Linked DNA regions of Gossypium arboreum: region 2 is linked to region 1. Evidence: chromatin contacts called from public Hi-C data. All regions are on one chromosome and are shown on one strand. Each heading gives the region's core, a stretch centred on a gene start, on an enhancer-like site or on the middle of the called end of the contact. The rest is flanking DNA. Distances are from core to core; before and after follow the strand shown.

Region 1 (5,084 bases), core at 154-2,653:
CATGCTTTTTCCTTTTTGAAACTAAAGCACTAAGATCAGCATTGTATTTACAAAATTTATGGAAATAGTCAATAGAAGCTAAAACGGTACCATATTATATGCAATATAAAAGTACATTCACTACCCTATTCATTATATACTTCTATTTTGAAGGTTATACTCCTACATAACAGTTAAACAGATACCAACAAGTGCAATTATACAATTATTTTTAGTAGTCAATCTTTTAATTGTAAACCACTAAATAAACTCAAGAGGAAAGAGATGTCATAAAGTCCTAATTTATCACTTACCTCGTCAACCTTTTGAAAGATTTCATCAACCCGGAATTTGAACTGCTCCGCTTCCGCACTATTATCTTTCGAAATTCCAGCTTCAGCAATTTCAAAATCAGGAATTGATGCCATTACCTGTTCCATCTAACCATAAAATGGAAGAGGAAAAACTAATGAATGCCATGTAACTGTTAGATCATAAGCATATACCAGTAGAAACATATGCAATCATGGAAGTACAATGAGAATACATACAGCAGCAATACCAAAAGGAAACAGGAAAATTTGAGGAAAAACTATACAGGACATATATCACTATAGTTTTGAAGGACAAAAAATTCAAATTTCTTACAATTATCATAGGAAACACCATTTTCGAATTTGTATAGCCTTTAGATAAAAAAGCAAACTTCCCCACAATTTTGCCAATCAAAATTCAAAATTCCCAACATCCCCATAATTCCTAAAATGAAGAAAAACAAGAACCCAAAATTCAAAAAAGCCTAATGCATATCCACCTATTCAAACTCATTCAGTCAAGTCTATAGGTCTTACATTTCAACTTCAATACCCCCACTCCACTAAAAAGAATTAGAAGAAAGATTGATGTTCTTTAAAACAGAAACACTAAACAAGTAAAAAATAACCCCCAAAAAAGGGGGACATTTTAACCCCTTTTTCTCTTTTCTTCTTTTTTTTTTTCCTTTTGGAGGGGGTCAACATAAAGATAAAAAACCAAAGGTTTTCAAGTAAACCCCATTATCAAATCAACCCCAAAAGAGCACAAAAACTAATCAAACTTCCAAAAAAAAAGAATGATTTGAAGACATGAAAGAGAAGAACAAGTGCAAACACATTCAAATACGTATATAAGGTATGGATAAACATAAGAAAACGTAGAAACGTAGAGAGAAAAAGTTACCAGAGAAGAGGGGGGAGTTCAATTGAGAAAATGAAAAACCGCTTATAAAGGAAATGGTAAATGAAAAATGATTGAAGGGAGAGTTTCGCTTTCAAGTTTCAAAGGACTAGTCGGCCGTCGCGTTTCTACTGCTCTGCGTGCGATGCGCGTTCGGCTCTTATGGTTCTTTTGTCTCCACCAGAGGGAAACGATGCCGTTTTCTTTTGTAATCTGTTACATCACAAATATTATGATCTTGTCGTACAATCAATTATTAATGTAAATGTGGTTAAATTGGTAAAACTTCCCTGTACTATTCATAAATTTAGAATTTAGTCCTTATATTTTTGCTTTTGGTAACTTAGTTTCTCTACTCCTTAGATTTCAAACAAAATTCAAGTTCATATTAATTTTAGATTCATTACAATGTCATTTGTTTAGTTATATTACACAAGTGAGTATTTTTATTTCAAAATGTCACTATAACAAATTTAACAAAACAAATTTAACAATATTAATAATTAAACTTGAATTTTAAAATCTTAAAATAAATGGACTAAATTACTGAAATTAAAAAGTACTAAGATTGAATTTTAAATTTGTAAAAAAGTATAAGAAGGTATGACATATTTTGTGTCATTAAATTACATATTTTAAGTCTAATCATTAAACTATTAATAATAAGTTTGTGATTTAATGATACATATCAGTTCAACTCGAAATTAAATAAAAATTTAGAAAAATTTATTATAAGGGTATTTATGTATTTAATAATTTTATAATTTTTAAACCTTTTGGGGAATATAAAATTTCAAATTAAATAATTTAAATTAAAAAATTAAAATGAATGAGTAGTAAAATTAGAATATTTAACATTCAAACCTTTAATATAAAACCAAGAAAATGAGAAGAAAATAATATTTATCTTATATAAGCTCCATCTCCAAAACAAAGAAAATGTGCCAAAATCCAAACCAAAACTCTTAATACCTGTACTTATCAGTCAAGTTTAATCTATCAATTAATATTTATTACACTTTTTTTACTAAATAAATGTGCATTAAAACAAACCAAAGTTTAGATATCAAAATGCTGCGTGTAACAAACATTCAAAGCCAATAAGAGTCCAGGAATCCACCTAAAATCTCCTGTATTTAACATGGACACATTTTAAAGAGTTTGAAACTACACAACGGACTCACCACCGCCTATCAAGAACCCAGTTCTGCGAACAATATCCTCCACAAGACGGTGATGACTTGAAACTATAACTATTTAAACAACTGACTATGATGGACATAACAAAAGTTATATTGTAATGATATAGTTTGGTTGGATCAACTAAAACCCGCACGGTTCACTTGCCACCCTTCTTGGCAGCAGACTTTGTCACCTTGGCTCCAGATGGATCTTTCTTCTCCACGCTCTTGATAACGCCGACAGCAACAGTCTGCCTCATGTCCCTCACAGCAAAACGACCCAGTGGGGGATACTCAGAGAAGGTTTCCACAACCATGGGTTTGGTGGGAACCATCTTAACAAATCCTGCATCACCATTCTTCAAGAACTTGGGTTCCTTCTCAAGCTCCTTACCAGAACGCCTGTCAATCTTGGTCACCAGCTCTGCAAACTTGACTGCAATGTGGGAGGTGTGGCAATCAAGGACAGGTGCATATCCATTTCCAATCTGCCCTGGGTGGTTCATGATGATGACTTGGGAAGTGAAATTAGCTGCCTCCTTGGCAGGATCATCCTTCGAGTTCGAAGCAACATATCCTCGCTTCAGATCCTTCACAGCAACATTCTTGACATTGAAGCCAACATTGTCACCTGGAAGAGCCTCTGGAAGAGACTCATGGTGCATCTCAACAGACTTAACTTCAGTGGTCAATCCAGAGGGACCAAAAGTTACAACCATACCAGGCTTGAGGATACCAGTTTCAACACGACCCACGGGGACAGTTCCAATACCTCCAATCTTGTACACATCCTGAAGTGGAAGACGGAGTGGCTTGTCAGAGGGTCTCTTGGGCTCATTGATCTGGTCAAGAGCCTCGAGAAGAGTTGGACCCTTGTACCAATCAAGGTTGGTGGACCTTTCAATCATGTTGTCACCCTCAAAACCAGAGATGGGGACAAAAGGAATCTTCTCAGGGTTGTAACCAACCTTCTTCAAGTAGGAAGACACTTCCTTCACAATTTCATCATACCTAGCCTTTGAGTATTTGGGGGTTGTGGCATCCATCTGTAAATGAAATAAATAGATATGTCATGCAAAAAAATAATTACTAATTACAAGGAACCAATTAGAAACTACTGAACATAAAAGCCTGAATGCAATGACCTACCTTGTTGCAGCAGCAAATCATTTGCTTGACACCGAGAGTGAAAGCAAGCAGAGCATGCTCACGGGTCTGTCCATCCTTGGAAATACCTGCCTCAAAACCTCCAGTGGTAGAGTCAATGATAAGGACAGCACAGTCGGCCTGGGAGGTACCAGTAATCATGTTCTTGATAAAGTCACGATGTCCAGGGGCATCAATGACAGTGCAGTAGTATTTGGTGGTCTCAAACTTCCACAAGGCAATATCAATGGTAATACCACGTTCACGCTCAGCCTTCAACTTGTCAAGCACCCAAGCATACTTGAATGACCTCTTGTTCATCTCAGCAGCTTCCTTCTCAAACCTTTCAATGACACGCTTGTCAATACCTCCAAGCTTGTAGATCAAGTGACCAGTGGTGGTTGACTTTCCAGAGTCAACATGGCCAATTACGACAATGTTAATGTGAGTCTTTTCCTTACCCATTCTGCAGTATTCCCTTCAAGCTGCACCAACATACATATCAACAAAGTCAAACTAGAATTCTACACATAATGATCAGCCAAAAAGAGCAACAAGAAAAACAATGAACATATTGAACCCAGTGCAGATTTACCCCCGTCCCCAATAGTTACTTGAGCTTCACCACGGGCTTAAAGTTGTGGAAAAGTCATAAAAAATTAACATCTGATCCAATACCATAGTTCCATATAAAATCAAAATTATGTTTGCTATTTCATCCAAAGGCCCTTTCTACTTCATGCTTTCAAAGCAAAAAAGAAGCAGCAGCCAATAAAATAATTAAGAATATCCAAAGTGAAAGTTAGTACTAAAAGCAACAAAGGGATGTAAGAACAACCGATAACAATACCTACAACTTTTAAAGAAAGAATAATTTTAACAAATTTTTAAATCCAAAAAAGCCAAAAACGAAAACTGGATAATAGACTAATTCCAAACAATAAAATCATATCAAACCTACCAAACAAATATGTAGAAATTTTCTAGTCTCATAATTAGAAAAAGAAGTGATTGAAACATAGAATAATTCACAAATCACAACAAAATCATAAACAATATTCACAAATTAAAATTTGAAATTGACTTAATTAAAAATCATAATTCATTCATATAAAAACAACATACCCCGATCCTAAAAACAACAATTTTCATTAAAAAAAAAAAAGCATACGAGATATCATCATTACAACAGATACAAAACACAAATGAGTTAAAGGAAAACAAAAGAAAAACGAACTCATTCCAGAAATAACGCACCAAATGGACAGGAAATTACGATAGAAAAAGAAAATAAGATCTGTATAAGCTAAAAATAAGGAAAAACAAAGACTTTAAAGGACGAAGGAATTAAATTAATAAGAGAAAAGTGGGAATCGAACCTTGGAGAAAGAGTGCTAGAGACACCGGCTAAAGCCCTAAGCAAAAAGAGAGACTATACGAGTGTGTTTAGGGTTTAGAATATATACATATATTATTCAAGCACGAGTTTGAATTTGAGTATGAATATACTTTTAAATTGATTAATATATTATTGAATTTGAGTTTCAATTTTATTAAAATTTA
Region 2 (4,517 bases), core at 1,415-3,914, 150 kb before region 1:
ATGAGTTCAAATATCATTGTGCCATGACTGTACAAAGGTTAAATTTGAATACAAGACTCTTTTTTATCTTTGTTCAAATAATCTGAACTTTAACAGGAGAGTACTATGTGGTCCACAACTGTGGTTGCAGAATTTTTGTTAACTAAATGGTGCCTCCTGGACCCTCCACGGCTTTAAAGTTTAGAATTGAAATTCAACAAGTGCATCAAGTTTTACGAAATGAGCCCACAGATTTAATGCCAATTCCCACTAGAAAACTAGTCACATTGAGACACAAGACCGGATGTGAAGATTAAGTTTCAAATTTATCTGATTCTTTTTGTAAAACTATGCAGATTACTGATAAAACAATGGCGAAATGATACAAATATTCATATTTGAGATCAATGGAAAGGCCCCATTATAGTGTTCATAGGAAGAAAAAACAGAACAGATTGATTGAGAACTTACATAATGACCCCTCATGTTATGCCGTAATGTTGAAGTATCTTTGCAAGGTTGAGTGAAGATGCTATATGGATCGATGTTCCCTTGCTCAATTTGAGCAGCTCGAAGAGCATTCATGCATTCCAGAGATGGATGTGTAGAGGATCCCAAGTCACATGCAACTCGTAAACTTCGATAAGTTGAATCAGAAACCAAACCATGAGTCCACCAGTACTCGAATGTGCCAATGAAATCATGGTAGTCATCCGTTACAGCATTTCCAACCTATATATATAATGACAGAACAAAAACACAAGTCATTTGCACAGATTACAACAATTGAAGTTGCAATCACGTCTGGAAATGCATAGGAATCTAGTGTCGGACACAGATGCTTCAAGAAAAACAAAGAATCGGAGACATTCTCACCAAAAATCCCTTAAAATTGATAACAGGATTCTGAACCCCTTTGTTCCTTTCATAAACAAGTTGAGACAATTGAGGAACATAGTGACCTGAAATTATATTAGTCCTTTAGCTTAAACTTCAGGCTTTGTTCATCTATGAACCAAAGTAAAATATTGCAGTAAAAAAGAAAAACAGGTATTGAATAAAAAAATTACCTGCATAACTTTCACCAGCAATGTAGAAATCTCTATGCTTGTATTGTGGAAACCTTTCAAACCAGTTAACCAGAAAAACATATGCATCTTCAGCTGTAAATTCACAACACCAAGTCTCTTACAATCTAAACCATATGAACCAAGTCCCTCAAAAACTTAGGCAAAACTAACTACATCTATGTGACTCGGTCTGAATATGCATTAACATATAAATATAATTACCAGTTCTCTTGTCACCGGTAGTGTATAAATCTGATGTTGTGTTAGTGTATGAAAACCCAACACCAGCTGGAGATTCCAGGAACAGCACATTTGCCACTACATAACAATTCAAACAAGACAATCTTAAGTGAAATTCAGACAGAACCAAAAGGACAAAAGCAAAACATCATTTCATAATAAAAGGCTTACAGTTGTTCCAAGCATAACGATTCAAGTAAAGGGTCTTTCCATCAGGTCTAATTCTAAAAGGACCAATTTCTTCAGCTGCTCCATAAGCAATAGAGGAGCACCCAGGTCCTCCATTGAGCCATAAAACGAGTGGTCTTGACTCGGGTTTACGACTCACTGGTGACTCAATCAACCAGTAAAACAATGCCCTTCCAGCTTGTTGATTCAGTGTCACGTATCCTGAATATTGATTGAATCCAACATTCTTTGGCTGTCCGGGTAACTCAGTGATTTTATCCGAAGTTTGATCCCCAAAACAAGTGGAGAAAATCAGAAGAAGAAAGAAAAAACCAATGGATCTTGACTCACCCATGAATCAGCTAATCAATAAATCAGAAAAATGAGCAAAACCCAGAATCAGAAATCCAAAAACAGGTCTGGGTTTTCAAAGAAGGAAACTTTGGTAAATACTAGAACATAGGGCTTAGTAAAACTGTAAACCAATCAAGAAGTAATATTTCTGGATTTTCAAAGATGGAAACTTTTGGAAATCCTGGAAAAATGGGATTTCAGTAAAAATGTAGAACTTGAACTGAAAAAGAGAAGGATGACAGAATGAGAGTACAAAACAGACAAAAAAACAAAAACAAAACTCCAGTTAGGAACGACCTTAAGCCACAGAGTTGTTCTAAATGAGACGATTAAAGGCCAAATCACTCTAAATTCTAACATAAATAAGAAAAACAAAATACTCAATATTCAGATCCCAAAAGATCCCACTGAAATTCCCAAAGAATGCTACAATGTAGAGAGTGGTTGTGTTGACATCTATAACATTTAATTTTCACAATCTCCAATGATTGTGATTGGTTGTCATGAGGTGTAAAAACAGACATGAAACCAAATAAGCCATGCAATTTTCTTTATTATTGTGCTTTTATGTTCTTGTTTGTCTGTTTTATCAGATTCAAATAAATGCTTTGAATTTTCTTTTTTCTCTTTTCTTTTTTTTTTTCCTTAAACAGGTAAAGCTGCACATGGGCTTGTTCCAAGTTTCGATATTGTGAACTTTGCAATTTTAAAAAAATAATAATAATAACAAATTTGCTTGCTGCTATTAAATTGAAATAAAGGAACAATTTATTAGGTTTAAAAATTTACAAATTGAATCCTGGGAAAAAAATTGCAGGGGAAGAAACTGATCATCATTTTGTTTTTTGCTTTTAAGAATCCAATAAGTACAGCATTTGTACTGAGGTTATAAGCAGCTTTAGAATATTCTAAAGTTCGCAAATGATGGAAATATATCAAGTTATTATTTAATTCAACTTTTTTTTAATTTCTTTTTCTTTCTTTTATAAAAGATACTTGGAAATCTTAAAAAAAAAAAAAAAACTTGGAAATGGTTGTCAATGGTGGCACATGATATTTACACTTACAAGGTAGGAATCCATATTTTTCTCTTTCTACTTTTAAAATTATTTTTGAAACATAATAGTTATTTCATACACCCAGGTCTCTAAATAGGTTCCTTTATAATAAAGAAATATGTTGTTTCATGTGAGTTAATATTATTATTGCAATGGAAACAACGACCCTTTTTTTCCGATTTAAAATTAGAGGAAGAAGTAAATGTTGTGATATTTTTCATTCTTTAAATTCGATATATTTAAAAGTTTAATTCAAACAGATGAGAAAAGATTAAGGTTTTAGAGTTTTTGTCAAGTTTAAATTTAATCCAAATTTAATTTAATTTAAATCTCAGTATATATAACGTTGTAGACTTATTTTAATTTAGATAACAGTATTCTAATTATTATATGATTTTATTTGTAATGTTGATTATTGGAGATAGTATATAATCACACAGGTATCTCCTTAACAAAATAAATAGAGATAGTTTATAAAATTATGAAGTTTTTTTTTTGGAAGTAAAAGTAAATGAAGTTTTAAATTTGAAATACAGATAAACAATTATTAAAACTGGAACAAAATATCGTGCCAATGCGTGTTTGGTTATTTAATGCATTGGTTGTATTGTAAATATTTAAATGTACAACATAGAATTAGTCAAATTTTCATCATTAAAAACAATTGATTTACTTTTTAACAATTACTATTGGACAAATAAGTCTTCAGTTGTGGATTAAATCCGTCTGGTTTCTATATATATTTTTTCAACATTACTATTTTCTTTAAAAGAGAAAACAGTATGGCATTGATAATAACAAATTGTTGGATTGAGATATTTATTTAGTAATGAGCAAAGCAAGTAAACTATGCACATGCATTTAGTGCTTGGAATTAAAGCTTTTGACCAAAAATATCAGTAAAATAAATAATAATAAAAAGGTGGAAAGCTTTTAAGGAAGATGGAGGAAAGTAGATTTAGGATTAATAAACGGGGTTGGCAAAAATTCACTCCCAAACATACTAAAAACACCCTAATAAATAACACACATTTACTATAATTAATAATTAGTTATTAATTAATGTTCTTTTACTTTATTAATTGGTTAGTAATTAACATTTTTCTACTATAATGATTAAGAATTAATTGTCACCTCCCACTTAATTTTTACTTATTTAATTGTTAAACATATTTTTATTATTGTATGATTATTAAATATTATAAGTATTATTATTATTATTATTATTATTCAACATATTTTTTTATTATAGGATTATTGTTAAACATATATATGAATACATAAATACAAAAATATGAGCAAAATGCTAATATATAATAAATTAATATTATTCAACAATAATCCTCTATAGTTATAACAGTGTTTTGAGATTACAAAGTTTCAGTTGTCTATAAAATTCCGGACGTGACACATACATGGTTTGCCATCTAGCTGTAGACGGGGCTCTATGGCGGATCCAATAAGCCGAAATGGTAGGCATTGGGTAATCTCTTTATAATTGTACCATCACATTATGATTATCATATACATGTGCAATTGTAATAGCATGATAGTATTGAAAATGTTCCGGACCTCTCCAAAGAGGAACGAAATTTATGTCACCTCGCTTGGTTAAATAATTGAAGATCACCCCAAACCTGTTGGCAAT

What was found. A called contact is a pair of places that touch in the nucleus more often than the background predicts.
Region 2: a contact with region 1 is called in a Hi-C map of leaf, with 2.6 times the contacts expected there. The contact joins the promoter of LOC108457840 here to the promoter of LOC108458030 in region 1. A contact is called at or near these places in 2 of 5 Hi-C or Micro-C datasets (both in leaf).

The regions. Positions count from the first base shown.
Region 1 is chr4:33,538,915-33,543,998 of ASM2569848v2, reverse strand. It overlaps LOC108458030 (transcription factor GTE6-like), which reads right to left and starts at 1,403. Exons shown (of 9, transcript XM_017757264.2): 1 at 1,198-1,403; 2 at 294-410. The coding sequence starts at 407. LOC108460501 (elongation factor 1-alpha-like) reads right to left here and starts at 5,022. Exons shown (of 3, transcript XM_017760014.2): 1 at 4,901-5,022; 2 at 3,525-4,006; 3 at 2,081-3,421. The coding sequence starts at 3,986. The coding sequence ends at 2,534.
Region 2 is chr4:33,691,440-33,695,956 of ASM2569848v2, reverse strand. It overlaps LOC108457840 (serine carboxypeptidase-like 27), which reads right to left and starts at 2,664. Exons shown (of 9, transcript XM_017757010.2): 1 at 1,461-2,664; 2 at 1,272-1,367; 3 at 1,050-1,142; 4 at 856-941; 5 at 451-711. The coding sequence starts at 1,812.